3 separate regions of the Mus musculus genome follow, and regions 1 and 2 are each linked to region 3. A link is a contact called in public promoter capture Hi-C data. All regions are on one chromosome and are shown on one strand. The core of a region is the stretch at or near the end of the contact, and the rest is flanking DNA. Distances in the headings are between cores, read along the strand shown.

Region 1 (2,965 bases), core at 390-2,889, 2.4 Mb after region 3:
AGGAAGATACAAAGGTGGAATGCTGGCCTTCCTGATGAGGAGTCTGGCAAGGGATGCCTAAAAATGCATGATTCAGGAAGTCCTCAGTCTCACCCCACTGCTAGAACACAGTGATGGGTGTGCAATAATTGGAGCCCTTCAGAATGGTCCCAATGGGGTCTGTGCAGGGTTCCTGCAAGATGTAGCCCTTGGATCTAGCCCAGACTGGCCCAGGCACACATGTAGGTCAGGTACATAGTACCTATACCCTGCTCTGGAACAAAGTCTGTCCATGCTGTCTGTCCCCTCTGCAGGCACAGATTAGTGCTGAGGACAGCTGCCTGCTGACTCTGCATTTGCCTGGCCGGTGGGGAACCTGAGCAAACCTCGCTTTCTGCAGTTTTTAGCAAGGGGCAGGAATGTATTGATCAATACCACTGGGTCCAAGAGTTTGGAGCTCTAAGTGACCTTGTAAGTCAATCTCCAGATTCCTTTCGAGCCTCTCACTCCCAAGATGAGAGGTTGCAGCACTGGGGAGGACAGAGACAGACACGGAGGGCTCAGGGACCCAGGGGGTTCCTGGACTGTCCGGGAAGTGCATCCAGACCTGGGGCCTCCATTCCTGGTCTTGGTCCTGGTCTGGTTCCAATATCTCAAGTTACAGCTCTAAAGTGTGCCAGACTAGCCGCACCAGCGGAGAAGCAAAATCTGGTGCCTGCTGCCATTGCTGGCTGTGAGGGTCCTGCCTCCCCGACCCTCGCAGATCTCCATTTCCTAGCTGGGCCTGGGCTTGGGGCCTTCCTGTGGTTGGTACCAGAGCTTGAAGAGCCAGGCCTATGTACAACAGAAGGGAAACAAGTTGGGAGGCAGAAAGATTTATCACCTGAGGCCACACATTTTACAGTTAGGAAAATTGAGGCTCGGTCAGACTACATGACTTCCTTAACTAGGCGGCAATGCCAGCCATTTGTCCTCTGTGTAAATGGGGGACTTGGTAGAACGAGGACCCACTAAGTTCTCTGTTAAGTCTCAATTCATCACTGTCCGGTCGAGGCCCTGTGGACTTCCGTTCGGTCCCTGGTTGCCAATGAACTCCCACCAGCCTTTTATGCCAGACTTGACCTCCTATGTGACCTTGGGTAATTCTCGTCTCTTTTAAGACTCGGTTTCTTCATCCAGGAGATGGGAGTGGGGTGGCCAGAGCGTAGCAGCAGAAAATTGAACTGAGAAGTTCACAATAACCTCCTAACCTCCGCAAAAAGCAGGCACAAGACCGGGAGGAGGGGCAGGGCATAGGCGAAGGGACGCCGACCCGGGTAGCTATTGGAGAGGCTGTGAATGGGGCGAGCCTTGAGCCGGGACGTGGCTTGAGTTCTCTGGTCCAGACAAGGACTTGGGTACTGAGTTTCTCCGCTAGGTCACTTATGCTAGCTGGAGCGGGACTCCCGGCGTCGCTACAGGAGAAGCTCCTCAGGGGCCGAGCTCTCTGCTGCGCGTAGTATAGAGTTAGGGAAGTTGTTTAGAGCCCGAGCCGCCCCACGGCTGACGCGTCTCCAGTGCGAAGTACAGAAAGGGGCGTGGCTAATCGGAGGGAGGGGCTTGGGGGCTAAGATGTCGTCGCTGGGCGGGACCTATAGGGAAGAGGCGGGGCTTAGGGCCAGGCCTGCGGGCGGCGGTCACCGGAGCCCTCGCGCCGGGCGGCGGACAGCCGAGGACGACGGGGCGGCGCCGTGTCCTCCGCCATGACAGGTGGGCGCGGGTCCAGGAGGGCGACGGGAGCCGTGTGACCTTGGCGTCAGCTGGCGCCGGCGACGCGGGCGTAAGAGGCGCGCGGCGGCGGGGTGTCCCGGGCTCTGCGCGACGGGCCGGGGGCGCCAGGGGTCTCGGGTGCTGAGTGGGGGGCCGTCGCGGGTCGAGGAGGAAGAGCAGCAGGTGAGCGCTCTCCCGGTGCACTGCACCGGCTGCGCCTGCGGAACGGGCGGTGTCCCGGGACGGGATGGATCTGAGAGAGGGAAATGGTGCTCCTCGCCAGTCTGCTGAGACTTTAGAGCGCCGCTTGCACACAACCCCCTTGGAGGCGGGACCGGCGCTGCAAACCTGGGTAGCTTGTAGTACCAGGGAGACGCCCGTGTTTCCCGCTCTAGATGGGTCTAGAGAATTCGGACCCAACAACTGGATCCCTCTTCTCCAGGATGGCTTGGTTGCCCCAGCCCAACCCTTTTGCTCTGGGGACTCACCCACTTTATTCCTGATCCCAGAGGGACACAGTGACATTGCTGTGCTAAGTTCTCTCGGTAAAAGATCCGATGAGAGGATGAGTCAGCGAGGGACCCCTGCTGCCTTAGAGCCTAGGGAACGTGATAGCTACCAGATGCACTTTTTTTCTGGGAGTCTCTTGTACTTCATATGGCAGAGTTCACCTGGGATAGCCCAGAGAGATGAGGTAACCCCAGAAATCCCAGGGGTCTCTAAACTGGAGTCAGCGTTGGGCATGCACAAAAATAAGACCTCATAGGTTGCAACCTGGTGACTTCTAGAACAGGTTAGAGGAGACCCCATCTTCCAGGCCCTTCTTGTTTGGAGCTGCAATTTCTGAGCATTATGTGTAGAGCCCCTAATATACACTCTTGTTCAGAATAGCCATTTGGGGGCAGAAGGAATATTCTCATGTCTGTGTAGGAATGGGAAGATAAAATCTCAGGTTGGGTAAGTGCCCCCAGACCACCCTGCTGGTCAGTGGTAGGAGCAGAATGGGAGCCTTGGCCTCAGCCTCTGGTTTCCCAGATCCTCTAGTAAGTTCATCAGGATGTGTGGGACAGATCTCGCCTGTGCTGGCCTCCAAGGGCCCATTGTAGAGACAGGATACCCATGGAAAATGAGACATCCCACCTCCAGGAGAACAGGTAGTTGTGGGGGTGGAGAACTTTTAGCTGGAAGGACACAGGCAGGCCTTGATTGTGGCAATAATACGCTTTCCTCTCTGCAG
Region 2 (3,132 bases), core at 415-2,914, 2.4 Mb after region 3:
ACTCATTGTTGCAAAGTCAGAAAATACAGGAAAGAGAGTAGAAAGTCCAGAATAAAGAATGCCTGTAACCTCACTGCCCAGTGGCAGTGAGGCGTGAGGGGGAGGAGCCAGCTTCCTGACAGTTTTCCCTGTGCCCTGTTGTATCCTTGGCTCTTGAACTGGCCTGGCAGGTGTCAGGTGCTCAGTAGTCACCCCCATGGCACACACACACACACACACACACACACACACACCCTCAAAGGGTTCTCAAGCCATCATTTCTGAACCCGAGGTGGGTGGAGGTGGGTGCTAGTTGTTGATGAGCTGACTCACCCTGGATGGTAGAACTGCAAAGTGGTCAGATCCCAGGCATATAACCAACTCCTCTCCTCCCCTCTAACCTACCATCAGGAAGTTAATCCTTGTGCTTTCCCATGGACAGCTCTTTTTTTTTTGGGGGGGGGGGGAGGGAGTTTTTTTCGAGGCAGGGTTTCTCTGTGTAGCCCTGGCTGTCCTGGCACTCACTTTGTAGACCAGGCTGGCCTGAAACTCAGAAATCTGCCTGCCTCTGCCTCTGCCTCCCAAATGCTGGGATTAAAGGCGTGCGCCACCACCGCCCCGGCGCCCTGTACAGCTCTTATCTGAACCTTTTACCCATCGACAATGGAATGTTAGGGCTTGAGTCATTGTGAAAGGTTTTGGGGGTGAAATTCTCATTTTTTTTTTCTATTGAGTAGAGACTAAAGAACCAAGAAAACAAGAGCTGGAAGGATAGCTCAGCAGTAAAGAGCACCTGCTGTTCTTGCATGTGATCTGAGTTTGGTTTCCAGCACCCACATGGTGACACACAGCCAACCACTGGCATGCAGAAGGCACACATACATGCAGGCCAACCGTTCATGCATAAAAGTAAAATAAATCTAAAGAAAAAAAGGATGCTCCCTGGAGACTTTGAAGAGCTCTGGCCCCACCTCCTGTATGATGAGACAACGTGGATCTGTGGTTCTGTGGAGTTCTATCTGTAGTGCTTTGTTCTGTAAGCCTAGGAAACATCCCCACCCTAAATAACTGTTGGTCAGCGCTGCTGAACATTGGGGGAGGGGGAGGGGGAGGGGGAGGGGGGAGGGGCGGCACTGAGCCACACGATGGTGGTAGGTGCCTCCCCCCCCCCACGTCCTTCACAGCTTCTACCCACAAATCAAGGACACTTTAAATCCCTCTAAGTCCCATCCCTGAGCCTCCAGGCAGCTGCTCTCCACTGGCAGACAGGGATCTCTGGCTATGTGGCCAGGAATTCTGATATCTCAGAGTATGGTGGGGGTGGGGTAGGAGAGGGGTTGGTATCACAGTGGGGTCTGTGGATGGACCTGCCTTTCACGATGCAGCAGACCGGACATAAGCTTGATTTCAACTTTAGGACATTAAAGAAAGTCACATCACGCGTGACTCGCAAGTTCAAGTGAAAAGGAGACATTAGGGGGTGCTACCAACCCTGACTCCAGAAGAGAATGAGGAGGCTGTCACTCTCCAAGGTCACCTGCCTGGCCCTAGAGTCCAAAGGTGAGTCGGGAGAGGAAGGGTGTGCAGAAAGACGGCTCTAGCTCAAAGGCTTACTTCGAGGCGATCAGCCTGGAGGCTCCCCATTCTCTGCCCCTCCAGGTGTCCAATCCCACTTCTGCCACCCAGTGCAAGGGGTTGGCGGGACCGGACTAAAGTTCAACTCTAGCGTCTTGGAGGGCGCGACCTGGGTGTGGCTAGAGACAGCCACGCCTTCCAACGACCCGCCCCTCAATTAAGTCCCGCCCCCACCTCCGCAAGCTCCACAGAACACTGCGGAGCGCTCAGGATGCGCCGAACGTCTGCGACCCTTCGGGGCCGAGCGAGGCCGCGGTGGCGTGCTGGGAACACAACGCCTGTCCCAGTGAACCAGACAGGTGAGGGCTAGGGCCGCAGTTCTCAGTGCCCTCTTCACCGACGGAGAAGTAGAGGGGCGAGGGGCTGCTGTGCTGGGGACCCTGTCCAGGAAGGGGGCGTGCATCGCACTGCCAGGGCCTTCTCGAGAACGAACTTTCTTCTTGACTTCCCGCCGATCCAGCGGGCGACCCCAACTGAGCCGAAACGGGGCGGCGAGCGGCCCGAAACCAGGCGGCGGGCACCTCTTAGCGTTTGCACGGATTCGGCGACGGTCGCCCCGCGCAGTCCCAGGTGCCTGCGGAAGTCGGAGCCGGCTTCACCTGGCGGGGTGTGCGGCCCGGGGTTGGAGGGAGTCATGGAAATGTCTTCTGGGTTGCAGAGAGTTGTTATCATCTTTGTTGATTACTCCAGCCACACTTTACCAAAGGGAAAGTGAGCCTGTGATAGAGGAGATGGGAGGTTATCCAGCAACCAGGACCCGGGCTGCATCTAGGCTGTCAAAGGTCAGAGGTCTCCGGGAGGAGGGAAAATGGTTGTTAAGTGTGCCGAAGAGGGTTCTACACTTGATCTTAGCCAAAAGGGCGAGAAGCGATGCTGATGTCAGCTTTGCTAACTCTTAGAAACACCACCAAAACCACATTCCTCCCAAGAGCTCAGTCCTGCGCATCCAGGAGGTTTCCTGCCTCTGTGGAGGGCTTAGCTGCATTGCACTGGAGGAAGCTGAGGATCTGTAGGCACATTGCCCTCACCCTAGAGCAGTGCTTCTCAACCGTCATAATGCTGCGACCCTTTAATACGGTTCCTCGTGCTGTGGTAACCCCCAACCATAAATTTATTTCCATTGCTGCTTCATAACTGTAATCCTGCTAGTTATGAATCCTATTGCAAATAACTGTGTTTTCTAACGGTCTTAGGAGATCCCTGTGAAAGGGTCGACTGACCCCCAGGTTGAGAAACCTTTAGTGGGTTTGATCCGTTTGATACCATCCCATCGTGCCAGCCCATTGCTGGCCCCACAGGTGTGGCTAGTTTTAGCTTTCTAATTGTTACTCCACAGGAGCGCCTTTGTGTTAGAAGAGGCTAACTCTGGGCCTGGTACTGCTGGGGGGAAGGGGGGACATGCTTGTGAGTACCTTCTGCATAGTAGTCTGGAGGAGTAGGTGTCACCAGCTAGAAGTGGATGGCCTTGCCTAAGGTTATCCCTTGGGGTGGCCTTGGGGCCCTGCTTAATTTGCAAAC
Region 3 (2,947 bases), core at 39-2,538:
TAGAAAGACAGTACAATTACTTTCGGTCATTTTTGGATATTTCCAAACCAAGTTCTGAGTTACTATAACGACCAAATATTAAGCCAATTATCACATGGTTACCATTGTGAAGTTTGTAATTACTATGTAAAGACTGTTATGTATTTAAATTTTTTAGTAAGGGGGAAAAAAAAAACCCATGAGACTTCCCTACTTAAGAACATTCAAGTTTATAGCATTAGTGCATCGTCAAACAGCCTGGAAAAAGTTTTCTGGCTGTGAAGACTTCTACACTAGCGGACTGAGAGAATGGGGGGTGGGGCGGTGAAGCCACTCTTTTAAAAAGTGTCTCATCCCTCAAACAGCATTCTGGACACTAACCTAAAAGGGCAGCAAACAGAAAACAAGGTCACTATTTGCCCAAGGGAGGAACAGGTTTTACCCACCTGGAGTCCTTGACTGTGTCCCAGAATGCAACGCTCTAATCCCAACCCAGAAGAACCCAGCGACGGAAAGGCCTTTGAAACCACACCCCAAGTCATAAGGGATACAATAAAGTTAACTACAATCCTCCCTTACTTTCCACAATCCCATTTGCTAATTATATTAACGTAGGTACTACCTTCCTGCGCATCTCAGGATTTAAAACTCAAAACTTCCTCAAAAGCCCCAAACGTGGCCAATATGGACTAGCAGTTGAAGGTAACGTAGCCACCACCACCCCAATCCTTCCGAAGGCAATCTCGAGTTTTCAATTTGATCTTGAAGCCCTTTAACAACGCCCCGTGTTACAGCGTCTGGAGCCGTTACCCATCAGACACTCGATAATGCCCGTCGGGTGCGTTTCCGGGGACTTCCCCTCCCGGCCAGTCCGGGCCAGTGCGGTTTGCGGTCGTGAACTCCCAGACTAGGCGCTGCCCACCCATCTAACGACTCCCCATCTCCTGCGATCCCCGCAACACTACACAAAGCAAGGCTGCCCGGACGGACGGAGGCCTCTAAGGGGGTCCGAGTCCCGACCACCAGGTCTGACCTCCCAGCGCGGCCCTCCTCCGCAGGCGCTCCTCACCGGTACTCGTAGTGCTCATCGAAGTACTTGTCTGAGTAGTAGATCTGCTTGTGGGCCATCCTGCCGGCGCGCAGAGGAGTAAGCGGGATCAGGAAACCGGGCGCAAGGGGCTCTACGTCCGCCTAGGGCCGACGCAACGACTCGAATGAGGCCAACGACCGCAGGCCCAACGCTCTGGATTTGAATCCGACAGCCCTCCGCCGATTGGGCGAAGCCACCAACCAATCACGCTCCGCGCAGACCTCGAGGACAGGTAACCAATCAGAAGCCTGTTGCAAGATTGCGAGGGCGGGAGTAAGGATTGGCTAACGATTCAGCGAGGAGCGCCCGGCGACCCCAAGAGATATTGAGAAGGGCGGAGCCGAGTCGTTAAGTGCCTCGCAGCGCGTGCGCAGTGGTTTAGAACGTGCCTGGGGGCAGAACCGTTGGGTGGTGGGCGGACACGAGATGAGGTATCCGGGGCTCTGGGGGCCGGAGCGGCACGAGACGCCTGGGGGGCGGTCTCTGTGGTCAGGGAAGTCCAGCTGCGGAGCGTTCCAGAGGGTAAGGTGCCCTCCGCTGCCCCTGATGGCAACGCTAATTACGCTTGGCTGCGAGCTAGTCCCATCTTAAAAAGATGTGCTCATGTAAAAGGAAGTTGAAAGGGTGTTAAGTCGTGGTTTCGTGCAGCAAGTTACATATAACAACCATTTTCTACAATGAGCAGGTGTCATTTTTCTTTTAATATTTTTGCGATTTGTTGCAGTGGATGAATTGCTCTGGTGTGGCTGTTAGGATAACAAAGTAACCCACGGCAGCTGGGCGTACTGGCCCACACCTTTAATCCCTGTACTCCAATGCCAGGTCAACACCCCTCCCTCCTCCTTTTTTTTTTTTAGTTTGGTTTGGTTTTTGTTTTTTCGGAGACTGGCTTTTCCTGTGTAGCTCTGGCTGTCCTGGAACTCACTCTGTAAACCAGGCTGGCCTCGAACTCAGAAATCCATTTGCCTCTGCCTCCCAAATGCTGGGATTAAAGGCGTGCGCCACCACCGCCCGGCTGTTTTTTGTTTTGTTTTGTTTTGTTTTGTTTTTGAGACAGAGTTTCTCTGTGTAGCCCTGGCTATCCTGGAACTCGCTCTGTACACCAAGCTGGCCTCAAACTCAGCGATCCTCCTGCCCCTGCCTCCCCAGTGCTGGGATTAAAAGTGGATGCCCCATCACCGTCCAGCTTCAGCCTAATATCTTTAACAGATGGTAGGATAGCAAAGTGTGATCCTGTCTAAAATAATAAAAACGGAAGTCAGCATGTAACTACAATTTTATTTTTTTATAGAGTTGGGTAATCAGGTGCCTGCAATCTTTTAACGACAGGTTTCCCGACTTCACTTGGCCCTCAGTTAAAGAGAACACAAGATCGTCTGACTTCTTGCACAACTTTAAAGTTATTTTTAGCACTAAAATAATAAAGGTGCTAATTGCCTACCGATATTATCACGTGAGACAACAGGTGGGATTAAAATTTCAACATGTAAATAGGAGGATGTAAGCATACACTCTATAACACAAATAATATGGAGGTATGAGTTCTGTTCTGAAAGATCTTTAATTACTATCTAAGCAGTGGTTCTCAACCTTCCTGATGCTGCAGCCCTTTGATGCAAGTGGTGATCCTTAACTTTATAATATTTTGTTGCTACTTCATAACTATAATTTTGCCACTGTTATGAATTGTAAATCTCTGATACTCAGCTCCCATGGGAGTCTAGTAGATTGAGAACAGCTGATCTAGAGAAAGTGCCCTGCTTTCCAAGTCTCCACTGATAGGGAATCCTTTAGATCTCCTGCTCACCAGAACGGACATTGGCTTACACATTGTTTCCCTGCACTATTTATTCTCCATGCAGTGAATGTAGAGAGCAT

What was found. Promoter capture Hi-C pulls out the DNA fragments that hold promoters and counts their contacts.
Region 1: a contact with region 3 is called in a promoter capture Hi-C map of embryonic stem cells. The contact joins the promoter of Card19 here to the promoter of Cks2 in region 3. A contact is called at or near these places in 2 of 39 promoter capture datasets (embryonic stem cells and liver) and 1 of 115 datasets of contacts at active chromatin or transcription factors (stem cell-derived neural progenitor cells).
Region 2: a promoter capture Hi-C map of pre-B cells shows a contact between it and region 3. The contact joins the promoter of Susd3 here to the promoter of Cks2 in region 3.

Annotation. Positions count from the first base shown.
Region 1 is chr13:49,214,700-49,217,664 of GRCm38.p6, reverse strand. It overlaps Card19 (caspase recruitment domain family, member 19), which reads left to right and starts at 1,639. Exons shown (of 6, transcript NM_026738.2): 1 at 1,639-1,728. The coding sequence starts at 1,722.
Region 2 is chr13:49,246,826-49,249,957 of GRCm38.p6, reverse strand. Susd3 (sushi domain containing 3) reads left to right here and starts at 1,664. Exons shown (of 5, transcript NM_025491.4): 1 at 1,664-1,913. The coding sequence starts at 1,826.
Region 3 is chr13:51,643,573-51,646,519 of GRCm38.p6, reverse strand. It overlaps Cks2 (CDC28 protein kinase regulatory subunit 2), which reads right to left and starts at 1,288. Exons shown (of 3, transcript NM_025415.3): 1 at 1,049-1,288. The coding sequence starts at 1,107.